Regions from separate parts of the Mus musculus genome. Here regions 1 and 3 are each linked to region 2. Evidence: chromatin contacts called from public promoter capture Hi-C data. All regions are on one chromosome and are shown on one strand. Each heading gives the region's core, a stretch centred on a gene start, on an enhancer-like site or on the middle of the called end of the contact. The rest is flanking DNA. Distances are from core to core; before and after follow the strand shown. Region 1 holds the start of Zcwpw1 (zinc finger, CW type with PWWP domain 1). Region 2 holds the start of Styxl1 (serine/threonine/tyrosine interacting-like 1). Region 3 holds the start of Ap4m1 (adaptor-related protein complex AP-4, mu 1).

Region 1 (4,270 bases), core at 915-3,414, 2.0 Mb after region 2:
AAGGCCGGATGTTTGAAGCTTCCACCGCTCCCTCCCCCCACGTTACAGCTATTTCTTCTTTTGCCCCCACCACCCCCAGGGGGTCGGTGGGGCTGGTAGCCATTGCGAGGTCGAGGAGGGGCTGGGGGACCCAGGTCCGTCCCGCCCCCTCCCCGGCGCTCCTCCCCCACGTCCGCAGGAGCGGCGGCTCGCCCGTGGGGCTCCCCGTGCGCCTGTGCCTGGGGGCCGCCCCCTCCGCTGGCTGCGGCCCCGGCCGAGTGCGCGCGAGGGCCCGGCCCGTGTTCTGTCCCATCACGGAGCTCCCCGGAGGCAGCCTCTTGGTGCGATTGCACCTCGGGGCCGCCCCCTCCGCCCGACTCATCTTTGAGCGGCGGCGGCGGGGCCGGCACCAGAAAGGGCTCCTTCTCCGCCGCCATCTCGATCATCTCCTCTCCCTGTTTAATTTCCCCTTCTCAAGCGAGGGTACTGAGAAGAGAGCAAGGGGAAGCCCCCTGTAACCCTTCCTAAGACCACCTCACTCCCTCCTTCCCCGAGTGCGCGCGCAGCTCTGCCTCGCGCCTCCACCTCCCTCCCGCGACACACCAAGCGCGCTCCACTCGCCCGCGAGACCAAAACAAGATGCCCGCGAGACCCGGACAAGCCGAGGAACCAACTGCGCGTGCGCCGACTCCCTTTTCTCCGCCACTACCACTCTGCCGCGAGCGCGCACGACGGGCGCGCGTCCCGCTCGCCCAGGACCCACGCATGCGCGCTCCGCCACCACCCAGGCTGCGCGCGCATCGGGAGTGCGAACCAACTTAACGGCTCCGAGAGTTTAAATACAGCCCCCCTCCCTAATTACCTCACCCTCCCCCAGCCCGAGACGCCCACCGCCCCACACGGACACCCGACTTCCCTTCGCTGCTAAGTCCAAGCCCTACTGATATCCTTTGTCTCTGCCGTGCGATCCCACCCACCGTAGGCGGGGAACGGGAGCTGGTGTGAAAAGGTCTCCTTGACACCCGACCCTTGTTCCTGAGGAATGAGGCTCCGCCGTCTCCGCCCGGCTCTAAACCCAACAACCTCCCTGCCCCGCCTCCTTCCTCCCCCATCCCCGCCCCTCCTGGAGAGCGCCTGCGCACAGTCCTTTTGGACTTGCGCGGGTTGAAGGGGCAACACGTGCTGGAGATGATGTTCCGCCCCCTCCGCTCTAGGGGCGGGGAGTGTGACGTCGTTTCCTTAGGTTCATTACACGCAGCGTGCGTCAGCACGTTTCCAAGGGGCGTGCATTCCCAGCGAAAGAGGCGGGCTCATGAATTATTCATGAGCGATCGCTGGTCTTTTCCCCACCCCTTCCCCCCGCCCCCAGCCTATCTCATTAGAATTAGGACTTAGGAGAACCTGAGGAGAGGATGATAAAGTAGGCTAAGGAATCGAGACCATTGTCTCAAGAACTGTTATCAATAAAATGCAATATATTATTTAATATATTTTCTGAATTGAAAACAAACAAGTACTAAAACATCGAGATTGTCCAAACTCCTCTTCCCCTGAAATGGCCCAGTTGTTCAAGCGGCCCTCCTCCTTCCACCAGGGACAAACATCTAGAGAACTACGCCTTCCTCTCCTCCCTACACCTACGTCAGGCCTCGGACGCCGCTGCCATAGTGCAGCGCCTGCGTATCGGTCCCTCAGCGCCACCCGCTAGCGTTGCGGATTTTACAGCATTATCCCTGCAGCTAGACACACCGCGAATGTGGGCGGGAAAGGGTATCGACCTGTTTGGGCTCCTGTTTCGGCCAATGGGAAGCACTGATTCTATGCAGAATCCTCAGACTGATGGCTGGCGGAGTTTCCCAGTCCACAGACTATTTGTCAGGAAAGAGCACTGTAGAGGCAAGGGGGGAGCTCAAGATGGTTTCAAAATTTAAGAGGGTGACGACAACTAAAAGGTAGGGAGTGATAGCACGAAAACAGGAAAGAGAAAGCGATTTGAGGCAGAGATAAGAATGAAGTGCCTAGGGCGCTTCGCAGGATATTATGGGGGGGGGGGCGCGGAACTAAAGATGTCAGCGAGGATTATGGAACTTGTAGTTTCACTAGGCTTTCGTTCTTAAGATGGCGGGCTACTCCGGCTGCGCAGACGCAGAAGCAACTTCCAACTGCGCACGCGCAGCACCTGAGCGCACGCCGCTTGGGGGCGGAATTTGTCCGTGTCCTCGCGCCTTCTCCTGGTGGCGGGAAAAGTTGCTCGAGGTGGAAGGGATGTGCGGAATGGCTGCGACAGCGTTAGCTGCGCTTCACCTTTAGGTCCTCGTCGCCCCAGAAGGTAGTTGTCTTTTATGCGACTGCAGAGGAAAGTGTTAGTTGTGGTGACTCTCGGTACCTGTTGGCTGAGGAGAAATTTTCTCTTCGGAGCCACAGCGGACCTTAGCCCCTGCTCTTCAGAATCGCTAATCTTCAGAACAACAACAACAAAAAATAACCCAGTATTGCGGAGGGAAATGAGGCGTTGTGGGACAGCGAGGCTGAGCGGGAGCAAAGGGGAAGAGGCTTCCATGGTGGCGTTCTTGGTCCGGGAGAGTAGCGAAGCGTTACTTGACGCTCTGAGGGGAGGCGAGGGTTGTTTGCCTGGGTGAGATCTCTGCTTTTAATGGCCGTCGCGGAGAGAATTGGTAAAGAGAGAGGAAAAGTAGAAGACCACTCAAAGGCCTCCCCTCCGCTGTGGGGTTCAGTATACATGGCCCCGCATCTTGCTATCTGTAAGCAGAAAGGACGCGCGCCCGCCCTGCGAAGGCCTAGGGCACAAGGTCCTCGAAGCAAGAGCATCCCCGAGGGCAGCCTGAGGTCGGGACACGGGGGTTGGGGGGAGCGGGAGCGATCCAGAGATTGCGGTCAAGGATAGAAATGACTTTTTTTTTTTTTTTTTCCGAGACAGGGTTTCTCTGTGTAGCCCTGGCTGTCCTGGAACTCACTTTGTAGACCAGGCTGGCCTCGAACTCAGAAATCTGCCTCCCGAGTGCGTGCGCCACCACGCCCGGCTTAGAAATGACATTTAATGTCACGAAAGAAACTGTTTTGCTCACAGGTGACCACACATCTTCGGGGTTTCTTCCACCACCTCCCCCAACCCCCACCCCACCGCGCCCCGAGCCAATACACTTTACTGTGAATTTTATTTGTAATGTTCTGTGGGAAGTCTCGTTTGGGTAGTTCCTTCTGAGAGTAAATCTGGTGAGGGTAGGTAGAACATCTTTCTTTCTTTGATTCTTTCTTTATTTCTTTCCTTGTTTTCCTTGTTAAACGTTTAAAAGGTCTGCAGAACACAGATGCGTGCTCACAAAGTGAACTTAAAAACAGGTAAAACATGAGAATAGGCAGGAGTTCATAGGCTATTAGGCAATGTCAAAAAGCCATCAATTCCGTATTAAAGGGAATGAAATTTTCATTTATTCTATCATTATCATCATCATCATCATTTTTTTATGTGTGAATGCTCAGTCTGCATGTACACCTGCAGGCCAGAAGAGAGCATCAGATCCCTTTATAGATAGTTGTGAGCCATCATGTGGTTACAGGCACCCCTGGAAGCCAGTGCTCTTAATTCTTGAACCATCTCACCAGCTCCTCAGTCAGTCCCCCTCCCCTCTGCCTACACAGTGCTGCCATGCACCACCACTGCCAGGGCCCAGGACAGGAAATTTTTAAGTGAATTTATATTTTTTAAAAGTTTTATCACCCTTATTTATTTGTTGTTTGTTGGATGTGTGTGTTTGTGCACATGCTGTAGAGCATGGGGAGGCCAGAGGTCATCCTGTCCATGTTGTGTCATCCTGTCTGTCCATCCCTGCCAATCAAGTGGGATCTGAGATCAGTTTCAGATCATTAGGCTTGGGGGCAAGCACCCCTACCCACTGAATTATCTGTAAGCATTTATTCATTTATTCATTTGTTTGTTTGTTTGCCTGTCTGTCTATCTATCTATTTAGCCACCTATCTATTGCTTATTTGTTTATTTTCTGAGACAGAGTCTTGTCTGTATCCCTGGCTGTTTTCAAGGTCACGTTGTAGCCCAGACTGAACTCAAAGTTGAAGCAACAAACTTCCTTCAGTCTCTTAAGTGCTGTGAGTATAGCCGTGAACCCCTGGTTGTGTTAAACTATATTCTGAAATATAGGAGGCTTTGTGTGTGTCTATATTTGCTTTTGTTTTTGTTTTGGAGGGACTGCAGGGTTTTTCTGTAGTTCTCAAACTAGAACATTCCCACGATTGAAATTTAGACATGGCTCAC
Region 2 (3,920 bases), core at 1,055-3,554:
TCTACCAGAATTCACCAGGGCCCACTCTCAGAATGGTCTCAAGTTGGACGAACAGAATGAGACAAGCTCAGTGGGTACAGTGCTTGCCTACCGTTTGCAAGGGCCTGGATTGCATCGTCAACACTGCATAAACTGGGTACATTGATGCAAGCAACACTCTGGAATTAAGAGGCAGGAAGATCAGGAGTTCAAGGCCATCCTTGGCTACCCAGAAAGTATGAGGGCAGCCTGGGGTACATTATACCCTGCCTTAAAAGTAATAATAGCATACATAAAATGTGGTGCATCCTTTAATCCCAGCACTTGGGAGATAGAGGCAGGGGGATCTCTGAGTTCATCAGTCCAATCTACAGAGTTCCAGGAGAGCCAGGGCTACACAGAGAAACCTCGTCTCAGAAAACCAAAATTAATTAATTAATGATTAATAAATACATACTCCCTGACCCCTAGATGACGTCAGAAAGTTAAACAATTACCAGAGCATATTCTTCAGAGATAAGATCAAGGGCAGTGCTTATCCATATATCCCCACCCCAATAGAAAGCATCTCCTGGAACACAAGGCTACGTCTTCCTGTCTCCTCCTTTCCCTTGCCTCTCCATACTTGGCACTATTGAAGAATCAGCAGCATGGGCCCTGGAGATTGCACTCAGGCTTGGCAGCCCGCTTCTCTGCCCACTGAACCATTACCAGCTCAGACAAGAGGCACTTCCCTCCTCCAGGGCTCCCACTAAGACCCACCCAGTCTTCTGGCAGGTCTGTTTAAGTGGCTCATCCTCTGGAAGGTTCTTTTAACATGACCTCCGTTCCAAGCCCATTTCCCCAGGTTCGCATATCACTTCTCCAAATGTTGCTCAGATGCCCACTAGATTCTGCTCCCCAAAGGCCAGGCAAGAACCGGGGGAGGCATATCCGATTCCAGACGGGGCTGGTAGTACACTTTATCCATCCAGCAAAGAGGTAGAGGCCAGGGAAGAGAGTCGGCCAGCCATCGCCAGCTCTCGTGTGTGGCTATGCTCTTTGGTTCTCGTTTGTTACCACCAGCAGCCTTGCTTTCTCTGTCACTGTCCCCAACCAGACTGAGTCACTGAACTTGCTACCATCCTGCTTCAGCCTCCAGGTCCCTGGGAATACAGGCCTGCTCAAGGACAGCTAGGACACTGAACTTATACTTTATTGCTGGAGAACTTCACATTCATGCCAAGTGTTTTTGAACAAATCCAACCAGTTCCCTCCCTTCCAGTTCCTTCTCTAACCCCCTCCCCAACTTTTTGTTTGCATGGTTGTTATTTTGTTTTTTGGTTTTTTTTTTAACAGAGTTTCATGTTGGCCTCAAACTCACATCAATCCTTCTGCTGCAGCCTCCGGAATATTTTTTATGTGTGTAGCATGCGTTCGAATGTATGTAGGTGCATATATGTGCACGTCTGTATGTGTATGGGTCCTTACTTTTACATTTTTATCATTTTAAATGTTTATTTCTGTGTCTCCGTGGGTACCTGCACACGAATGCCTGCGGCAATGGCTATGCCTGAAGCTAGAGTTTCAGGGGGTTGTGGGCCACCTGCTAGCGTCTCAGGATCGAAGCTCTGCAAGAGCAGCAAGTGCTCTTAACCAGAGTCATCCCTCCAGCTCTGATCCTGAACTTTAGAATAGTTATTATTTTTTTAATCGTGTGTTGTGCGGATTTTAGTAAGAAAGGAAGGAAAAGAAGGGGGGAGCAGGAAAAGCAAGAAGAAGAGTTGCAGAACCGTGCTCCCTGCACTGCTGGAGAGTTTGAGGGGTAGAGACAAGCCCAAAGCCTGAGGCACGGTCACCAAACGTTTCTTCCTCCGTCCCAGACCTAGGATCGCGGTCCTGCACATCGCCTGGTGCCATGACAACGCGAGTACTCGCTCCTCCGAGCGGGTTGTGTGAGAAGCCTGGAACCTCAACAAGGCTCTGTGTAACTTGTCGGAAGGGCGGCTCTGGAGGAAACAGGTGGGGAGATGCTGCCCACCCCGCCCCGGGACGCCCCGGGACCCCAGCCGGCCTCTTCCAGGGGGCAGGAAAGTTGGGCCTGGCTGAGGTCAGGAGCTCCGGGGCCGCCTGACCTGCTGCGCGACTTCTGTCAGGCTCCCCGGCAGGACGTCCGACCGGAGCCCCACCTGGGATAACGGGTACTTCTAACCTAGAGCCTGTCCTCCGGGCGAGCGCTCCAAGAGTCCTTCTAGTACCGGGTTGCTAGGGGCGGTCCCAAGATTCCGCCTAATCCTGGTGACCGTCTGTCCTAGCGCTAGGTCCCGGAAGTGGGCAAAGCTAACGGTGGGGAGGGGCGGGGCAAGGGGCGGGGTAGGAGGCGGGGGAAGGAACGGCCTGATAAAGTGAAGCCGGGCCTCTCTCGCGAGATCTCGGAAGTGGCCGGAGCCCAGAGATGACTTCTTTGGAGCCGGAGAGAATCGTGACGTCAGGCCTCGCTCGCCGGGTCTAGGGCGTGCTAGACAAGGAACCACACGGCCGAGCCTGTCTCGCGAGATTTGGCTCAAGCTTCTTGCGCTTCTCTCGCGAGATCAGGTGGCTCTGGACCGGGCGGCCACTGCGCAGAGTGGAGGTCGTTGGAGTCACTCGTCTTCTTGTAGCTCCTGCCAGTAGCTCCGTGTCCCGCCCGCCCTAGCCATGCTGTCCGCTCTCGCCCGTCCTGCCGGCGCCGCTCTCCGCCGCAGCTTCAGCACTTCGGCCCAGGTACAAGGGGCTGCCTGCCTAGGAAGGAACTCCGGGGGCGGCACACGCGTCCCCGGAGCTCGGCGTTTCTTAACCATCCAAGGCTCACTCTGGACGTCTGGGCCGCCCGGCTCACATCCCGACCAACATGGAAGGGGGACAGAGTCAGTCCAGGTTTCCTCCATAGTCTGCGCTCCACGTAGGTGCAGAAGCCGAGGCTCGCGGTCCGGATGCGAGTTGCATTATATGCAACTTTGCATTGCTTCGACTTAACTGATTTTCTCCTTGAAGCCTCCATGGATGTGAGGCACCAGGAGAGAAATAACGCGGACGTTAACTTCGTAGTGCCGGGGGCTCCGAGGGTGGAGAACGGATCAGGGTCACAGTAGTTTGGGAGATTCGATTGAAATTAGCACAGTCAGTGGCCTTCCCGCCCAGGGATTGCTTGCTTTATGTCCGTTTATGTGGACCAGGCTGGCCTCGAACTCACGGAGTCCAGTCTCTGCCTCAGTACCGGCATTAAAGATGTGCATCAAGCATCGTTTTTCAGAGTGTGTGTGGTGTCATGTGCACATGATTGTACAGAGGCCAGAGAAGGACATCGGTGTCTTGGCCATCACACACTAGACCAGCGAGCGGTTCTCAACCTTGGGATCGAATGACCCTTTCACAGGGGTCCCGTAGCAAATGTTTACATTACGACTCATAACCGTAACAGAATTTCAGTTACGAAGTAGCAATTTTATTTTTAAAAGTAATTTTATGGTTGAAGGGTTCACCTCAACATGAGGAACTGTATTAAAGGGTTGCAGCATTAGGAAGCTTAAGAACCCCTGTTGTAGACTTTATTTATTTATTTATTTATTTATTTATGAGAGTGAGAAGGCCTTTGATGAACCTGCCAGGCAGGGGAACCGGGCTTTGAACTCAGGTCCTTATGCACTTACCCACTGAACCATCTCCTCCACTGGATCTCTTTTGAATTATTCTTGGAGGATCATCCTTGCTTTGGGTAGACTTGGCCTAGGACAGTTACAGCTAAGCTATTTATAGTCAATCTTCTCCTGGGCCAGGGCCTCTTTAACTAGTGCATGTCGGAATCAGTAAAGGAGACCCAGGATCGTGTCAAGAGGGCAGGGTCAGTATTTTTTACAAATCTCTAGCAAAATTGATACAACCAAGGCTTGAGAAACAATTACCATGCTCCGGAGGAGAACTGA
Region 3 (4,363 bases), core at 1,486-3,985, 2.4 Mb after region 2:
AGAAACATTTGTCAGCAAGTCCCCGGAGAGCAAGTCCCCGCCCTTTCCCACAGAGATACTCACAATCTTCGCATGAGTTCAGAAGGATACTGGTTTTGGGGGTTCCGGACTGCCCCAGGGTCTCTGCTTCGCTGCTCCATCATCAGCCGGTGTTCAATGTAAACATCTAAGACATCCTTATTCACCACCTAAAAGAAAGAAAAGGCGAGAGGCAGGACAGAGAAAGAAAACAGGGCACGAGGCAGACGAGCTCAGAAACAAACCAGCCACCTACCTCCTTCTCCTTGTACTCAGGCAAAAGCTCTTGCACAACATCACCAAACAGTCTTGAGTAGCGCTTGGCATTCTCGCAAATTGAGTCGACCAACTCAGGGTCATCTTCAGCTATGTCATCCAGGTCCACATACAGTGCCACTTGTTCCCGATGAGCCAGATGAACCTGAGGTAAAGAAGAGATGCTAACACTTTAGGGTCAAGTTCACCTCACCCACAAAAGCTCTTCTAAAGTCACTATCCTACCACTGGGGAAAGAACAGAATGCAGTACATCATGGTGGTAGATGTCTATAATCCCAGCACTTAGGATTCAGAAGGCAACAGAGTGAGGAGCTCAAAGCCAACCTCAGCTATGTAGCTACACAGCGTGTTCTTGATGGTGGTCTGAGCCACACAAAGACTACCCCTAAAAACTAAGAGCTAGGAATGGATGAGGTGGCTCAGCAGGTTAGACATAGCCATCTAGCCAGATGATCTGAATTTGCTCTCTAGAACACACATGGTGGGAGAACAGACTTCCACAAATTGTCCTTTTGACCTCTACACATGCTATGGCATGCCCCTGTGAGCACAAACACATAGGAATAAACACGACTAAAACATCTAAGAAAACCCTTAAGCTAAAAACAAAACAAAAACCCAACTTTGTATAAAAACAATCAGAATCAAGTCATTCACTGATAGCCAGACTTGAGATAACCTTATACAAGTTCTTAACACGCCACGCCACTCCCCAGAACCAATCCTGAGACTTACCAACTGGGTCCCATACTTGAACTGCTTCTTTCCAAGCTCATTCTCGTAATAAAACTCTTGGAGGAACTTCTTAACTTTTTCTACAAATATAAAATAAAAACCAAGTCTTTGCAGTGAGGTGTAAAGACCACTGCTGCCAAGGACTAGAGTTCAATCCCTAGGGCCCACCCACAGGTTGGAAGAGAACAGAGTCCTGCGGGTGTCCAGCACTATGATATGCCCGTGCGATCTCACACACACAATAATGTAACAAAATAATGTAAAAATAAATAAAATAAACAATCAACTTTCCTTTTAGATTCTTTATTTCAAACTCTTAACAGAAACCTAAGAAACCCACTTTCACTTAAGACGAAACCTATGAACTAGTTAGTTAAATGAACATTGAAAACAAATCGACCAAGTTCTCCCCAAAGTAGGCAGTGTTCCTTTTCACAAGTCCGTTTTTACACAGAGAAGAATATAGGTCTTCGGGCAGCTACAAGAGTCTTACCCAACCTTCCCAAGAGAATTCCACACTCTGTCTTAATTAGGAATCTCAGTTTCTTCAATTCTCTCAGCTCGCTCCCAATCGACTTAAGGTCCTCGGCTCTCGCTCTACCAGTACAACTCTTTTTCTTAGGCTCCCGCCAGGACGTCCGCCACTAGGCCTCCTCTGCACTCATGCCCGGCTCCCGCCACTGCTTCCGCTCTTAGTAAACAAAGAAGCACATGGGCCCAGATTCCAGCCGCCTCACAGCCCAGGATTCCTCCGCCCGAGACGGGTGGCCGAGCGGGGATTGGCCAGAACGCCAAAGGGCCATTCGGGTCCACCACACTGCCACCTTTCGCCACCGGGCGCTTAGCCTCCCAATTCTAGGCACGCCCCTACCTACTGCAGCTATCTCCGAGGCCACCGCGCGGAAGGACACTGTTTACACACGACAGTCCCAAGATCGGGTAGCGCCACTTCCGCCCGCCTCTACTTCCGCTTGGAGGGCGGCCGAAAACAACCAATCGCGGCGCGTAGCGGTCTGGCAAGCCCCGCCTCTGGACTTCGGCCAGTCTCCAGTGGACGCGGGAATTCGCTAGCGCCCCGAGCAGCAGAGGCTGGCCCAGTAACCTAGTCCCTTGGGTCACGTATTGAATGCATTGAACCAAGTCACCCGGTCTCTACCGAGCGCGCCCCTCCTTTGTGGACTCCACTGGGTTCTCTCCATAACACAAACACATCACCTTTTCCAAGGAGGATTGCTTCCTCCATCCTTGACGCCCACTGCTTATTGCAGGCGCAGTTCGCCTGTCCTCGGAGTCACAGATCCCGGCTCACTCCCCCTCCCCCGCCCGACCCCAAGACTCCAGCACCCCTCAACAGGTGCAGGTAGAAGTTTCCCTCCGAGGACGCCGCCCCCAGCCCTATAGATCTTCACCTTTTTCGATCGCGTAGTCCTTAAGCGCCATCGCTGCCGGGGACGGTGTGGCAGGACTTGAAGGGCTCAAAAATCTCTCTCTGGGGAAGCAGAAAACGAACGCGCGGCGGGACGTAGCCGGCCAACCGAAATTGGCGCGAAACGTCGTCACCCATGTGACCCGTGCGGCTGAGAACCCGCCAATCAGATAGGGGGTTCCCAACTGCTGCCAGCCCCTAACTTTAACCAATCAATGGACGAGTCTAGATTGAATGACAAGGGGCTTGAGGGCGGGCCGTTGAAAGATTGCCAGATCCTGGCGGGTTGGACACCCTGTTTCCCGCGGTTCGAAATTAATGCTCGCGAGTGTGTGTGTGGGAGGAGTGTTTCTTAAAGCGCCAGCCTCCGTGCGGCCTTTTGTTCCGCGTCCACAAGGCGGGGTGGGTTCAACTTTCACCGTGTTCTCGTCTATCCTCCAGAACCGCCATGATTTCCCAGTTCTTCATTCTGTCTTCCAAGGGGGATCCGCTCATCTATAAAGACTGTATCCTTTGACCCGGGAGACGGGGTAGGGTAGCTGGGTAGAAATCGAATCCAGATCAGTCTGTGTCGCCTGTTCCTTAACTATCTTTCCACCTGGCTAGTCCGCGGGGACAGTGGTGGTCGTGATGTGGCAGAGCTCTTCTACCGGAAGCTGACGGGACTGCCTGGAGGCGAGTCCCCGGTTGTCATGGTAACTACTGTGGTTGGTGTGCAGGGCCTTAGAACTGTGGAGGTGGGTGAGTGCCTCCTCCCTGTCAAGGGCAGCTTGGTAGGAAGCTTGGGGGCGGGGGTGTGTGTGTGGGGAGGATTTGTTTATAAATGTTTTGAGTACTAACAAGAAGCCAGTTACAGAGCCATGCACCCTATTTTTTGACTATCAACAACTTTGAGAGGTAGATACTACCTTTCCACGTTAGGCGGCCAGGTCTTAGATCTGGGGCATCGCCCATCACTAGTAGACCTCAGGGTGCCATCTTGCAGGTTTCCTTACTACAATTCTGGTCTTTTCTTAATGGCCTCTGTCCTCAACTCTGCCTCAGTATCACGGTGATCGTCATTTTATTCACATCAGACACAGTGGGCTCTATTTGGTGGCCACAACCTTAGAAAACGTCTCTCCTTTCAGCCTTCTGGAGCTGCTTTCCCGGTGAGTAGAGTTGGGACAGGCACTTAAGAAGGAGGGCGTGTGAGGTTTATTCACACATAATTTGCTGTGTTTCCTTAGGCTAGCCACTCTCTTGGGTGACTACTGTGGCTCACTCAATGAGGGAACCATCTCACGCAATGTGGCGCTTGTCTACGAACTCCTGGATGAAGTGCTGGTAAAGCCCAAAAACTTTGGTCTTTTTAAGTTTATTTATTCACGTGTGTGTGTGTGTGTGTGTGTGTATTTGCCCACATCACTGCACATGTGTGGAGATCAGGTATCTTCTACTTGTTGTAGAATCTGCTAAATCCAATATAGATCCACCATAACTCAAGCACTAGGTCAATGCAGATGACAAAAAGGTATTGTAATCAAGCCAGTACTGATCAGTCAGGGCTGTAGAACAGACTCCTGAACTTGCCTAGCAGTTAAAGGCTGACACCACAAAGTGGAGGGGAGTGGGGTGAGCTGTAGCACTGTCCAATCATATTTTGACATAAGGGGTTGAGCAAGGGAACTTTGACCAATCAGATTAGGAGTAGTTTTCTGGGCTTGAGAACACGAGCTTAGTTGATCTTGCCAGCAAGATGGAGAAGTTGTCCTTGAGGTGTCTGAACTCAAACAGCTGTTCTCTTACCAGCTGTCCCTAAGATGGCGGGACTCAGACAACTGTACAAGTTGTTCCTAAGATGTCTGGACTCAGCTGGGCAGTGGTGGCACACGCTTTTAATCCCAGCACTCGGGAGGCAGAGGCA

The links. Promoter capture Hi-C pulls out the DNA fragments that hold promoters and counts their contacts.
Region 1: a promoter capture Hi-C map of pre-B cells shows a contact between it and region 2, with 2.8 times the contacts expected there. The contact joins the promoter of Zcwpw1 here to the promoter of Styxl1 in region 2. A contact is called at or near these places in 3 of 39 promoter capture datasets (cranial neural crest, liver and pre-B cells) and 1 of 9 other capture datasets (liver).
Region 3: a contact with region 2 is called in a promoter capture Hi-C map of pre-B cells, with 4 times the contacts expected there. The contact joins the promoter of Ap4m1 here to the promoter of Styxl1 in region 2. A contact is called at or near these places in 2 of 39 promoter capture datasets (liver and pre-B cells) and 1 of 9 other capture datasets (liver).

The regions. Positions count from the first base shown.
Region 1 is chr5:137,785,638-137,789,907 of GRCm38.p6, forward strand. It overlaps Zcwpw1 (zinc finger, CW type with PWWP domain 1), which reads left to right and starts at 2,165. Exons shown (of 17, transcript NM_001005426.2): 1 at 2,165-2,308. It overlaps Mepce (methylphosphate capping enzyme), which reads right to left and starts at 1,064. Exons shown (of 4, transcript NM_144913.3): 1 at 1-1,064. The coding sequence starts at 425.
Region 2 is chr5:135,776,081-135,780,000 of GRCm38.p6, forward strand. Styxl1 (serine/threonine/tyrosine interacting-like 1) reads right to left here and starts at 2,305. Exons shown (of 9, transcript NM_029659.4): 1 at 2,171-2,305. Mdh2 (malate dehydrogenase 2, NAD (mitochondrial)) reads left to right here and starts at 2,569. Exons shown (of 9, transcript NM_008617.2): 1 at 2,569-2,721. The coding sequence starts at 2,656. Gm30205 (a long non-coding RNA gene) reads left to right here. Exons shown (of 5, transcript XR_003955810.1): 5 at 1,842-1,904.
Region 3 is chr5:138,169,286-138,173,648 of GRCm38.p6, forward strand. It overlaps Ap4m1 (adaptor-related protein complex AP-4, mu 1), which reads left to right and starts at 2,736. Exons shown (of 15, transcript NM_021392.4): 1 at 2,736-2,963; 2 at 3,064-3,152; 3 at 3,502-3,608; 4 at 3,687-3,783. The coding sequence starts at 2,906. Mcm7 (minichromosome maintenance complex component 7) reads right to left here and starts at 2,598. Exons shown (of 15, transcript NM_008568.3): 1 at 2,441-2,598; 2 at 1,032-1,111; 3 at 275-439; 4 at 64-188. The coding sequence starts at 2,471.